Linked DNA regions of Zea mays: region 2 is linked to region 1. The links are chromatin contacts, called in public Hi-C maps. All regions are on one chromosome and are shown on one strand. The core of a region is the stretch at or near the end of the contact, and the rest is flanking DNA. Distances in the headings are between cores, read along the strand shown.

Region 1 (6,385 bases), core at 2,019-4,518:
TTATGCTTATTAATCACACCGTAAAAGTCACTTGTTTGACATTGAGTTTGCACCCGTGTATAGTGGTGCACTTATCAGTTAGTAACTTGCTAAATTCGAGTTTTTAAGGAGTTTTTTTAAACTAATGGATATGCTCTTAGAGCATCTCCAACAAGTGACTCAAAGTAGTGCCCTAAATATTAAAATAATGTATCATTTAAAGTGTTTATGACACTAACTTAAACTTTAGAACTTAATCCCTAAATCATGTATTTTATGGAGTAATGTTGGGATGATGTAGAAAACAAGGGTAAAACACTAATATAGGGAGTAGTATATTTGAGTCACTTCATAATATGTCATTTCTTATAAAAAAATTATAAAATAGAACATTGTTGGAGTTGTTTTTATAAGTTGTGTCCTATATTTTATGATAGAACACTGATTTAAGACATTATTAGAGATACACACTTGCTAAACCTAGGTCCGAGCCTTCGAGATCTTGCCATTAAGAACCATTTCAATGAAAATTAGAAGAAGAAAAAAATCAGAACTGAATCAGGAGTGTTATTTATATTTTAGAGTAAGCACTTAGGGGTGTACAGTAGTTTATCCCATCAAACCATATTTGCTCTGGCACGTTTGGACAATCTAATATTATTCACTTTAAATTACAACTAGCTATTTTGAATGCTGTAACTGTAATTTATGAAGACAAAACACTGTAAAATAAATATAAGCTATTTTGAATTGACAAATAAACAATTTGATATATGCACATTCGAACCTCGACATTAGATGGTAGCAGGCGGAAATAGCGCAATCCTGCTTCCAAAGTATTCCTTGGACGATGGGCCATACACATTTCTATCTCTACCCATTTAAAAATATTGTGTGTCGTGCATTATGTATGAAACGAGTAGATTTATTGCTCTTCCCTCTTCTCGCTTATTAATCAATCATTACATCATAGATGGGCTACCAGATACTACCGAGGTCTAATACGAAAGGAAGTCACACGTATACATAGTACAACACTTTCATATAATACCATTTCGCTAGTTGAAAGATGACGAGAGATCGAGCGAGCTATAACAAAAAGGTTGAGTTTCTCTTCAACTCGTATTATTTTCAGTCTTTTAGCTAAGATAAAATAAAATATTTATTTTAACAAGTTTAATATCTAAGATAGTATCATAACAGTACGCAACGTATTTTGACTTCGTGGCCGCCGCCCAGTCGCCCACACCTCATTGCCGGAGCGATGCCCGAACATACAGCGGGCCGTCCATTTTGAGCGTGAGCATGGGCCGGTAGCCCATGGTAGCATTGGCTTCCCACATCTCAAACCTGAAGGCGTAGACCAGCACCGCTGCGAAGATCTTCATCTGCCTGTACGCGAACTCCTTTCCCAAGCAGACGCGAGGCCCCGCCTGTGCACGTGCACCACACAAGAGGCCAAACACGTCACATGCTGAATCTGGTCAAGGAAGAACACTGCAAGTGCCGAGGAGATTGATTGTTCACAACCAACCTGGAAAGCCGTGAACTTGAAGGGGCTCTCGTTGACGAACACGCCGTCGTCGTTGATCCACCTCTCTGGCCTGAACTCCTCGGCGTCCGCGCCCCACAGGAACTTCATCCTGCCCATTTGGTACGGCTGGTAGTTCACCATGTCACCTTTCTTGACAGCGTAGCCGTCCGGTAACGTGTCATCCGAAAAGCAATACTTCACATCCTGCATTTAGATTTTTTTTTGATTTGGTATAAAATCAGCGACCGTGACCGTGACACGGATAATGACAGAAAACAGCACACGGCGTGCATGTTCGGGTTAACTTACGATGGGCACAGCCGGGTACAGCCGGAGCGTCTCGGTAAGCACCGCGTGCAGGTACCGCATCCTGCTGATGGCGTCCTCGGTTAAGCACGTGACGAACTCCTGCACGCCGACGTCGTCGCGGTCGCCCGTGGCGGCGGCACGCACCTCCCGCGCGACCCTGTCCTGGACGTGCTGGTTCCTGCAGAGCACGTAGAGGAACCACGACAGGGTGCCCGCCGTGGTGTCGCGGCCGGCGATCACGAAGTTGAGGATGATGTCCCGCAGGTACTTGTTGTCGAAGCAGCCGGGGTCGCTCTCCCGCTCCATCAGGAACCTTGACAAGATGTCCTCTTTCTTGGCCTGCCAAAGACAAACACCACCGTCCGTGTGTGTCAGTAAAAAGAAGAAATGGCCGGAGCGCCAATCGAGCGCCCGTGAATGCATGTGCATCCAAACGGGCGAGGCAGCTGCAGAGAGCTCGCTCACGAATTCTTGGTCCCTGCCCATCTGCTTGATCTTCCTGTCGATGACGCCGTACACGAATTGATCGATGGTGCGGATCGACCCCTTCATGGCCCCCTCCGACGAGACACCGAGGAGCCTCTTGACCTTCCAGGACGGGTCGAAGAAGCGGTACAGGACCTGCTCGCTGGCGTCGTCGAACGCCCTGGCGAACGCCGCCGCGCCCTCGTCGTCGCCGCAGCCGGACAGCGAGCCCAGGTCGACCCCGAACCCGACCTTGAACATGGAGTCCAGCGTCGACCGCATCAGGAGGTCCGCGACGTCCAGCGGCCTCTCCCCGGGCCCGGCGCCCCGCGCCGCCACCGCAACGATCCCAGCGAGCTCCGCGGCCGTGTCGCGGAACACGCCGCTGCTGTAGTCGCGCAGCACCCGCGTGGAGAACTCGTGGCTCGCCACCTTCCGCTGGTGCCGCCACCTGGCGCCGTCCACGTTGAAGATGCCGTCGCCGAGGAGGTCCTCCATCACGTCGTGGATCATCGCCCCCTTGCCGTAGTTGCCGAAGTTGGTCTTGAGGATGTACTCCACGTTGGCGGGCTCCACGGTGTACACGTAGTTGCAGGTCGGGGTGAGCATGCGGAACGTGCGGTACCTGTGGGCGAGCTCCGTCTGGTACTCCATCAGCCGCCTGAAGTGGAGCAGCTGGTGGAACACGGTGCCCGCCACGGGAGGGTAGTTCCGGTTCTTGCCACCGCCGCGGCGCCGGCGAGCGATGTAGAGCGCTAGAAGGAGCAGGGACAGCGCCAGCAGAGCGGGTGTGCTCAGCAGTGGCGAATCCATGGCCGACCTTGAGCTCTGGTGTTCCGGTACCAGGTCCAGGTGGGCGACCGCCGCCCGCCGTGCGTGCTTGCGTGTGGAGTGTGGAGTGTGGAGTGTAGACTGAGGAGTGAGGACTGTGCTCTGCCTGAAGGTGGATGAACCTTTCCGAATGGATTGAAGATTTGAGAGCACAGGACAGGGCAAGGATCGGATGGATTAAGATTGGAGACGCCATCACGCTGCGTCAAACTGTCGTTGTTATTTGCTTTTTTATTATGAACATCAGCTACTTTGCTGAGGGGTTGCCACGACAGCGACGACAGCAATGATAATATCTCCATATATATACTCTGCAGAAGACTGGAACCCTTACAGGATCATGTGGTCAACAGAGCTCTTGTTCGAATTAGTTTCTTTTCTCGTCTATGAATTCTGAAACACGAGGGCCTATATGCTTCTCTATCTTAAGTATAGAGAAAACCATTTTCTTTATAATATCTGATAATAATGCCTTTTTAAGATCTTATACTCTTTTATTTTATTCTCTCTATATAAAGGCTCTCTCTCATTTTCTCTATTAATTTTATACTTTAGACAATGGATTAAACAAAATTAAAGTATGTATACAATATTTAAGGATACAACAAATACGTAAGTAGAAAAAAAACTGGAGTAAAATGTGTCCCTAATGTTAACGTGTAGGGGAAGGGGATAACATATAGATGACACTATTGAAGAGAAATTAAATAGAGATTAAGAAGTTTTCTTAAAAGAAAATTATAAAATATAGATGTAGAGAAAGAATATAAAAGATACCGCTAGATATACAACAAGAACAAAGAGCTACTGCATTTTACAAGAGCCTGGCAGCATGTGGCAACAGTTCGACGGATTAAAGTCCATCTAGAGAATTTTAGATGAGGCAGACTAGAAACACAACTGAAAGAATTTTTTTAAACAACACGACAAAAGCCAAAAAAACGGAGGCGTGCAAATGTAATCTTCCATGTAAACATCATCCGGATATTCTGAAATCAATTTAGTCTATCTCACGAGCTTGGAAAGGATCCATCGTTATCACACATTCAGACTTGCGATCTACTGATTGTTAGCTCATTTATTGAATCCCAAAGGTAATAGGCCTTGTACAAAAATTAGAGAAGATTAAAGGGATTAAATCATTTTGTATTTAATTTTAACAAGTACATGATTAATTTTCTTTGATTCACTTCTAACCGAATAAGCCTTTAAAGCTATATACAATCGAGTTTCTAGATTAATGTTCGATGTATAAGAGACAACTAAAATATTGCATGATATAACATCTTAATAGACAAGTCATATAAAGACACACACTTCATTAAGAAACTGCCTCTTATATTTTTTCTATTTAGCCTTTTAAAGACTTTTGTGGGCTGATTTGGTGACCATAAATCACGAGGGGATCTATGGGAAGGAATACCCTTCCTATTCAAATTTGAATAGCAAGGAGATTCCTCCCCTCGGATCTTCTCGTGATCCTTATCACTAAATTAACCTTGAAGAGATTCCATATTAAATAAGGTTATACATACTCTAAAAATGAAAGTAGTCTTCTCTCCAAGAGCGACCTCAACGACAATAACGGTTAAATCAGGGTCATATTTTTTTGGTTGCCCATTAGAGACTAAAAGGGAGTGACTATTACTGCATAATTAATATAATATAGTGAGACACAAGCTAAATATCGACGCGTCAGGTAGACTTGAGCATGAGCCACTCGACCTGTCGACCAGACCAGACCAACCCGTCCCACCCCACCTAAAAAAACAGACCCGATCAACGTGTTGGTGTCCATGTTCCCCAGCCTCGACAAACCACCACCGCCTCCTCTACCTCCTCCGTATCCTACCGTAGCAACACCACCTCCGCGCCGCGCAACGGGCAGTGTCTCACCTCCACGTCCCGTTCCATGGCCTCCCCAGCGACCACGACCTCCTCACCACCTTCCACGCCTCCCTCCTCGCGCGCCATCGGTGCCACAATGACTCAGAGCCGTCTCGACCAGAAGCGAGTCGTGCAACGAACATAATCGGCAAGGTTTCAGACCCCAACGGAGATGCCAATCCGCCCAACGAAGAATCAAGCTCCAATATCAAATTTGTGATGTCCGCAATCGTCTTCCTTGGAATCCAATCACGGAAAACGCAAGGCGCTCACATATTACACCACAAAAGGAGAATTTCAGTAAGAAGATTTGGGAGGTAAGTTAGTTTATAGCACTATCTCTAGCACCTTATCCATCCTCATACGCATACTCCACTCTACGAACAGTGCAATCCTCACGGTGGGTGTCAAATGTTGAGCACTGACGAACTGTCAGGTGGACCCAAATAGTCAGTGACAAAAAGGCAGAGCACGAGAGGGCGACAAGACGGTAAGTGGAAACTTGTAACACCTCGTCCACTCCTGTATCGACGGTACTTACTTCTGACGGCTCTCTAGGATCATAGACTATTCTCACAGACCAACACGAGTCTTTTGTGCGCACTTTGTCCTCACTCGTGCGCACCCAGAAAAACTTACTAGTCGGTCACACATGCCAAGATTGCTCTAGGCCAAGCACGCTTAAATTAAAGGTTCTTTCTAGGTAGGCTTTCGAAAAAAAGATGTACCTTATTGATATGAGTACTATATTAATTCTATTAAGCCTTGACCAATATATCACCATCCACCGGAGGCGGGATATCACAATCCACCCCACTTAAAAGACTGACGTCCTCGTCAGTCAACCCCAATTCAGGAATCTCCCCTCTTTACCACATCTGTGTGTTCAGTGTCGTCATATGTCATGCTATGTGACAACTCTGGGCCCACATGCGCTATGCGCCATATGTCCGAACCCCTAGCTCACACACGCCCATGAAACCGTGAGGGTCGGCTCTGATACCATTTATAACACCACGTCCACTCCTTGATCGGCGTTACTTACTCCAGTCAGCCCTTTAGGATCATATATCATCCTCACAGTCTTTTGTGCGCACTTTATCTTCACTCGTGCGCACCCGGGAAACTTTCCGGTCGGTAATCCATCCCAAGATTGTTCTGGACCAAGCACACTTAACCTAGAGGTTCTTTCGACGCAGACTTCCAAAAAATAAGATGCACCTTATTGGTTTGAATACTATATTAATTCTATTAAGCCTTGGGTTAGGATATCACCATCCACCAGAGTCAGGATATCACAAAACTGTAGTTTCTTGTTATGCTTGTCACATCCGGCTATAGGACATACGTATTTATAGGCCCGTCTGGGGGTAGGTGGTC
Region 2 (6,385 bases), core at 1,717-4,216, 420 kb after region 1:
TATGTGTCTTTATCGAGTGGGGTCCTGTGCCGAGTGTACAGCACTCGGTAAAGAGGCTCTTTGCTGAGAGCCTAATATTATCGAGTGCCCGACAAAAGACACTCGGCAAATAGACCGACACTCGGCAAAGCCTCGGATTCCGGTAGTGAGTAGGTCCGTCCATGCGCGCACCGGCCTTCATCCTCCTGGCTCCCACAGCAGGTCCAGGCCAGGTCGCCACTCACCAGCAGGCGGCCGGCGATCACTGTCGCCGCGGCCGGTCACAGACCGCGCGGTGACTTATGTGTGCCGCGCATGCGTCCGCATGGTCCCAGAAGGTCACTAGGCGTCTAGGCCAGGACGCGATCACTGTCGCCGCGGCCGTCCGCCGACCGTCGCGGTGACTTGTGTTGTGTGACGGTCGCGCCGCATTATTGGGACACGCCTGTCTCTTTGGCCATCCCGTGGCGATACGTTATTATTGAAGTCGGCAAAGTTAATAAGGGAATGTACTACCCATGAACATGGGTACGTGTTGTGATTATATATACGCATTGTACAAGAGATAATGTACGTGTCATGTAGGAGACAGAGCACATATTTATACCCTTGCGGGCTTGCGCTCGTTTGGCTACACCATTGGGAGGCGTTGTGATGGAAAAATTAACTATACGTTTGGTTAGAATATGAGTGGCAATGGGTACCCGAAAACCGATACTCAATGGGTAAAAACCCTATCAGGATATGGGTATGACGATTTTTTATACCCGTGTGTATTTTATTGAGTCATTTGTTATACCTATTCGGTATGGTGGGCGTGGACATGTTCTCTCTTATCTCAATGTCTCTTATAATGTTACTGGGTATGGGTACCCAATGGATATCCGATATCCATGGTGGGTAAGAGTATGGCGTAATTTTGTACCCATGATAGGTAGTGGGTATGAGTATGAGACATTTTTTTTTCTCTCTAGTGTGTATGAGTGTGGCTTTGTGTGGTCATTTGGTACCTTACCCATTGTCCTCACTAGGTTAGAAGAATATTAAAGGGACTAAAACCGTTAAAAGTTAAAAGTTCTTCTATATATGTTTTCACAGTTTCATCCGAAAGCCACTAAAAGCACGTCTAATGGTGCTTTCAATTTTGCACTACGAGAAAGTCGTTTTTTCGAAAAAGCTTCTTTCTAGATCTAGCTCTTTGGCTTTTAGGGGTCAAAAGCCAAACCAAACACACCCTAACCTTTTTCATTTCAGGTGTTTCTTCCCCTGTTGTTGCGTTTGGGGTGGGGTGGGGGGAAGGGGGTAGACGGACGGGTACGTAGTGTCCTCTGTCCTGCATGCATGGCCATGGGCAGGGCAGTGCTGACTGCTGAGGGATCAGGCGAGCTGCTGCTGGCAGTTGGGCAACAGCTCGCTCCCCCATGGGCGCAGGCGCAGGATTATTCTCTGCAGCACCTACCAGCCCTACGTGCCTGCTCCCGGGCTGGAATCATGTCATCATAACCTATTTGTGTTGGTGCTCAATTGCTCATCGAGCAAGCCTGCCTGCCTGCCTGCGAGCTACTACTCCACGGCAGTATGGTCCCTTGCCTTGAGCTGGATGGACACGGATCCGGACGTCGTCCGTCCCACACTGCCAGCGGTGCAGTCTGCTACGCTGCTGTTAGTGCCTCCGGATTATTAGATCGAGGTGCAAGTTGTTGCAAGAACGATATGGCCGGTGCAGTGGGATCGAGTTGCGCTAGCTCCTGCCACTTTCCTGTAAACCCGTAACAGTCTTCCTCGCTGGTGGATCCCGGACCCATCCAATCGGCTTTACAGCTCGCTACCAAAAGAAAAGAAAAAAAGACAGATAATTGTGCGTGCCTGTGGCGTACGGTGTGGACTCTGATCTGCCTGCCTGTGCCGGTGTCAATGCCTGGCCCTGGCCTGACCTACTACCCTCGATAACGGGCGTGCGGGGAAGATTACCGAGTCGCCTCGACTGCAGACAAGCTAGGAACAGACTGCACCTGCATGCCGACACCGCGGTTGAGTCGTTCCACGGTCGTCCGCCCGCCCCATGCCATGGCACTGGCACCAGCGGTGGAGTCGTCGTCGTCGCTGGAGCGTGATCAGTTGATCACCGCGCGCGCGCGCGCGCGCGTGCGGGACACGGCGTGGCGCGGTGGAACCGGTGCAACTTGCCGCGCGAATCGAGGGTACATGAAAGCAACTCCCTTTGACTCTTGGAGAGTTGGAGTCAGTGACAATATATATGGCCATCATCCGGACGGACTTGCAAACCCTGACTGCATGCAATCACAGGCTGTCCACGTCCGGTCCAAAAGGACGTCACAGAAAATCAGCGACGCCGCCCCCGAGCCGAGTGGATGCGCATTGGACTATTCTGAATTTCTGATCATGCATGCTGGCGCTGAATGCAACATGCGCCGGCGGCCACACACTGACTGACTGGTGACTGGACAACCTCAGCCCTCAAAGCTGCAACTGCATGCCCCACCAACCAGGCTCGGCTGCGGCCGGTGGCGGCGACGACGCGCGCGATGGACGCCAGGCTGCTCCGCATCTGCTAGCTCGACCGACCGGCCTCCTCCCTCGCCTTTTCCCTGCATAGCACTGTACGTTCGCAGAGTGCAATCCGCTCGCTGCAGGTCACGCACCACTGCGGCTGCGGATCGGTTTGCCAGTGCCAGGCCCAGAGCGCCAGCCGGGCGCCTCCGCGATCGACAGCTCCTGGATCGAAACGTAGTACTACTTGCCGCGCGGTGGCCTAGCGTACAGGTACAGCGGGAACCGGGAAGGCCATGCACGAAGCAAGCAACCTGCACTGTTGAAAAACAGTAATTTAAATGAACACAATGTTCGTCTGATTGTAATCGCAGAAAATCAGAGATAAAAAATAATAAATTTGGAGTTCTAAATGGCCCATGTGGTCCAACAAAGCCATGACAGCCCATCAGGCCCATCTTAGCAAAGCCATGAGGGGGTGGCGGCTAGGGTTAGAAACCCTAACCGGCCACCCAAACCAACCGGCGGCCAGGGCGCGGCCCCTGGCGTCGCAACTCCGCGTGGGCGCGGCCTCCGGCGGCTCTGCCAGGCGTCCATCGACAAGGGTGGGCGGCCAGGGCGGGCGCGGGCCCCAGCACGCGAGCCAGGCGGCCCTCGGCCAGGGCGGGCGGCCATGGCAGCGCGGCGACCCTCGTCCCCGGCTCCGGCGCGCGCGGAGCGCGGCTCCGAACATGTGCCGGCGTGGCCTCGCCACGGCCTGGCGGCTCGCAGGCGCGGCCCCTGCCTCGGCCCCATGGCGGACGCGGCTCCCAGCCCCGGCCCCGGCGGCGGCGGCCTCTAGCCGCGGCCCCGGCGGCCCCTGGCAGCGCGACTGCCCGGCGCGGGCGCGTCCCCTAGCAGCGCGGGCGCATCCCCCGGTTGCCTAGGCGCGACCCTGGCAACGCGGGCACGGTGGCCCGACCACGGCTGCGCGGGCGCGTTCACCGGCGCGCACGAGCGCGGGCTCGGCTGCCCGGGCAGTGCGGCGGTTGTGCAGGCGCTCCCTTTGGCGGTGGGTAGCCTCGGGCGTGCCCCCCCCCCCCCCCCCCCCCCCCGCGGCGGCGCGGGTAGCACTGCCGGCTGCAGTGCGGCTAGCCCCGGGCTCGGCCTCGCGGTAGGCCACTGGTGTGCGGCCCTCGGCCAACGCAGCCTCCGGCCGAAGCGCGGTACGTCGCGGCGCGCGTGCGCGGTCTAGCGACCAACAGCCCCATACGGAGCAACCGCCCGCGCATATGCAAAACGTAAGTCTTACAAGGAAAACCCGTTCGCTCATCTTTGTCCATGGAGACGATGCCATTGAATATGAACAAAAATTCAAGAATAATATCTTACAAGAAAATCCGTTGTTGCATGCTGTGTCCTTTTATCGCTTGGTCTCTTTCTCAGTTGGTTGCTGTAGCGACCCAAGTCTATGTTCATTAGAACAAGGAACTCAGCACAAGTCTTTTTCTCTGATCTCGCGAGCAGTGCTGATAACATGTTGTAACTCAGTGAAAACGAGATTCAAGATAATAGTGCAAATGATAGTTGTGTTCTTTATTGCAGGGAGAACTCTGTTTATATACAGGTGAAAGGTTGCGTTCTCAAGGGATGTACCCCTTGAGAATAATCTGTCGCACCCCTTGGATTGATCACAAATACAATATTTTATAACACAAAACACGGGCTTGGATATTATTGCCACGTTTCCGTGACCTGGCTCCGGTTTCCCAAAGGCGCGTAAATCCCGTGAATAATTGCTGCCTGAAGCCCACGAAGTACAATGGATTTGATTCGAAAAATTGTTGCTTTTTCACTGTACTATGCTTTTTCACTGTATTATGCATATATGCATTATGTACCCGTACGGGTATAGAGTCTGCACGTAGGATGTGCCGACGACAGTAGCTACATAAGCTATTACCTTTAGTTAAAAGACTATCGATTGAAGCCATCTCCGCGTTTCACGCGCACGGCAGGCAGCGCACGCCAACACGTGGCGTGGGCTCGGACCCGAATAGGTCATTCAATCCAGCAGAATACACAGAACGAGTTGCGTCAGCCCGTTGCCCCCTCCCTCTCCGATTCTAGATCTGCCCCATGCCGCAACCCGCAGCCGTCGCACCCGGCCGCCTCCATCCCTGCGGGCCTTCGCCACCGCCCTCACCAGCAGCTCGCTCGCCCCACTTCCAATCGCCGTCTCATAAATCTGGGCTGCCACTTCCGCCTCCATCGCCGCCAGCCGCCGCCTTCTCTTCGCCAGTTACTCCACTTGCCCGCAGGCAGCACAGCACCGCCATCGCTTTCGTCGGACGATCCACTGGGCAAGCCACGCCAGTTGCCGACGCGATAGGCAGGGGCTCGTGCAGGGCGAGAGAAACCCGTGCGCTCGCCCCCGTCCTGCCGCGGGATCGCAGTTGCCGTCCGCTTCATCCCCGGACCCGGAGGTAGACACCAGGCAGGCGGCGGCAATGCTGCCGGGCTCGCCGGTGAAGCGCCTGCTGCGGCTGGCGGCCAAGGGGCGGCGGGAGAAGGCCGAGCTGGCGGGGCTGGCCGCGGCGGCCGCCGCGCTGCTGCTGCTCTGCGCCCCCTCGCTCCGCTGCTCGGCCGCCGCGCGCGGGAGGCTCTGGGCCGGTGGGGTCTCCGTCACGGCGGCGGGGAGTGGCGGCGAGGAGGAGTGCAACCTGTTCGACGGGGACTGGGTCTGGGCTGGCGGCGGCGGGTACCCGCTCTATGACTCCCGGGACTGCCCGTTCCTCGACGTCGGCTTCCGATGCGCCGAGAACGGCCGCCCTGAGGTGTCCTACACCAAGTGGCGCTGGCAGCCGTCGCGCTGCCATCTTCCCAGGTTCGTTTCGTTGTTGTCTTCTTCCTCGCTTCCGTCGTCCCGTGTCCGCCATCTCCATAATGTAGAGATTGGTTTGCTAAGCTTGTTAGAGCGGAAGAAGCGTGCGCGGGCATACTACTAGCTCTCGGTTGTTTTGGAGCCCGCAGACACTCGATATTTTTTGCCAAGTTCCGGCAAGACCCTACCGCTTGCGGCGACCTTCTCCTCCTCCCCACTTCCCGCTGCCACGTGCTCGCCTTTGTGTCTCCTGCGGCCCTTACCACCTGACCTGCCTACCTTTCCAAAATTTCTTGTAAGCTCGTCGGAAATGGAGAAGAAGAGAGACAGGACTGAGGAGCGATAGCTCTTCTGTTTTTTTTGTTGAATCTTGAACCAGTCTAAACTTGGTGCTGCTACTCCAGACTTTCAACATCCGTGCAGTGTTTGTTCAATCTTGAACCAGTGTAAATTTGACACTGCTACTCCAGACTTTCGACGTTTAAGAAAAAAATCGTAGATAAGGGCACTCTCTTTCAGCGTCTAGGAAAAAAACTAGACAATGACACTGTGTACTTTAATGAGATGAGATGATGAGATGTGGATCAGTCGACGAGTGTTGCGGATCTTAAATTAGATCATTAGAGTATATACATAGTATAGGACGCACTAGACCACCCCCTCACTAGCACGAGGGAAATTAGTAGTAAACAATTGTTGATGAATTGTTCAGCACAATTGCTGCTTCCGAGATGGATTATCGCCCACAATGGCTAGCAGCAACAAGTGTAACAGCTGTGGTCGCCACCAGACGCCGCCAGGCCCCCAGCGTTAGCCGCGAGGTACTCCCGCGGTCCCTCGCGCCGCTCGCGGGTGATGCCTCCGCCTTCGGCGCCACCACGGGGAGGCCGGCGTGGTTTGCCGCGCCTTTGGGGCGGTTTCCCGTCGGGGCCGGCGGAGCTGGGTTCCTGGTGCTGCCGTGCCGGCTGTTCCACTCTACTACGCCTGCTCAGTACAGCGCCGCCGGCACCTCATCCTCGTCTCAGGTCGATG

What was found. A called contact is a pair of places that touch in the nucleus more often than the background predicts.
Region 2: a Hi-C map of ear shows a contact between it and region 1, with 1.9 times the contacts expected there. The contact joins the enhancer-like site here to the promoter of LOC100275552 in region 1. A contact is called at or near these places in 4 of 25 Hi-C or Micro-C datasets (bundle sheath, ear, leaf and 1 more).

Annotation. Positions count from the first base shown.
Region 1 is chr10:138,913,146-138,919,530 of Zm-B73-REFERENCE-NAM-5.0, forward strand. It overlaps LOC100275552 (putative cytochrome P450 superfamily protein), which reads right to left and starts at 3,269. Exons shown (of 3, transcript NM_001149607.2): 1 at 1,823-3,269; 2 at 1,514-1,717; 3 at 1,003-1,412. The coding sequence starts at 3,100. The coding sequence ends at 1,230.
Region 2 is chr10:139,337,840-139,344,224 of Zm-B73-REFERENCE-NAM-5.0, forward strand. No RefSeq gene overlaps it. Among protein-coding and RNA genes, the nearest start is that of LOC103641953, 9.7 kb to the right of the region's middle. Within about 2 kb of position 2,967, at least 19 of the 20 cell types and tissues checked have an H3K27ac peak or open chromatin away from gene starts, as enhancers often do. A contact at or near this core is called in bundle sheath, ear, leaf and 1 more, where this site is marked.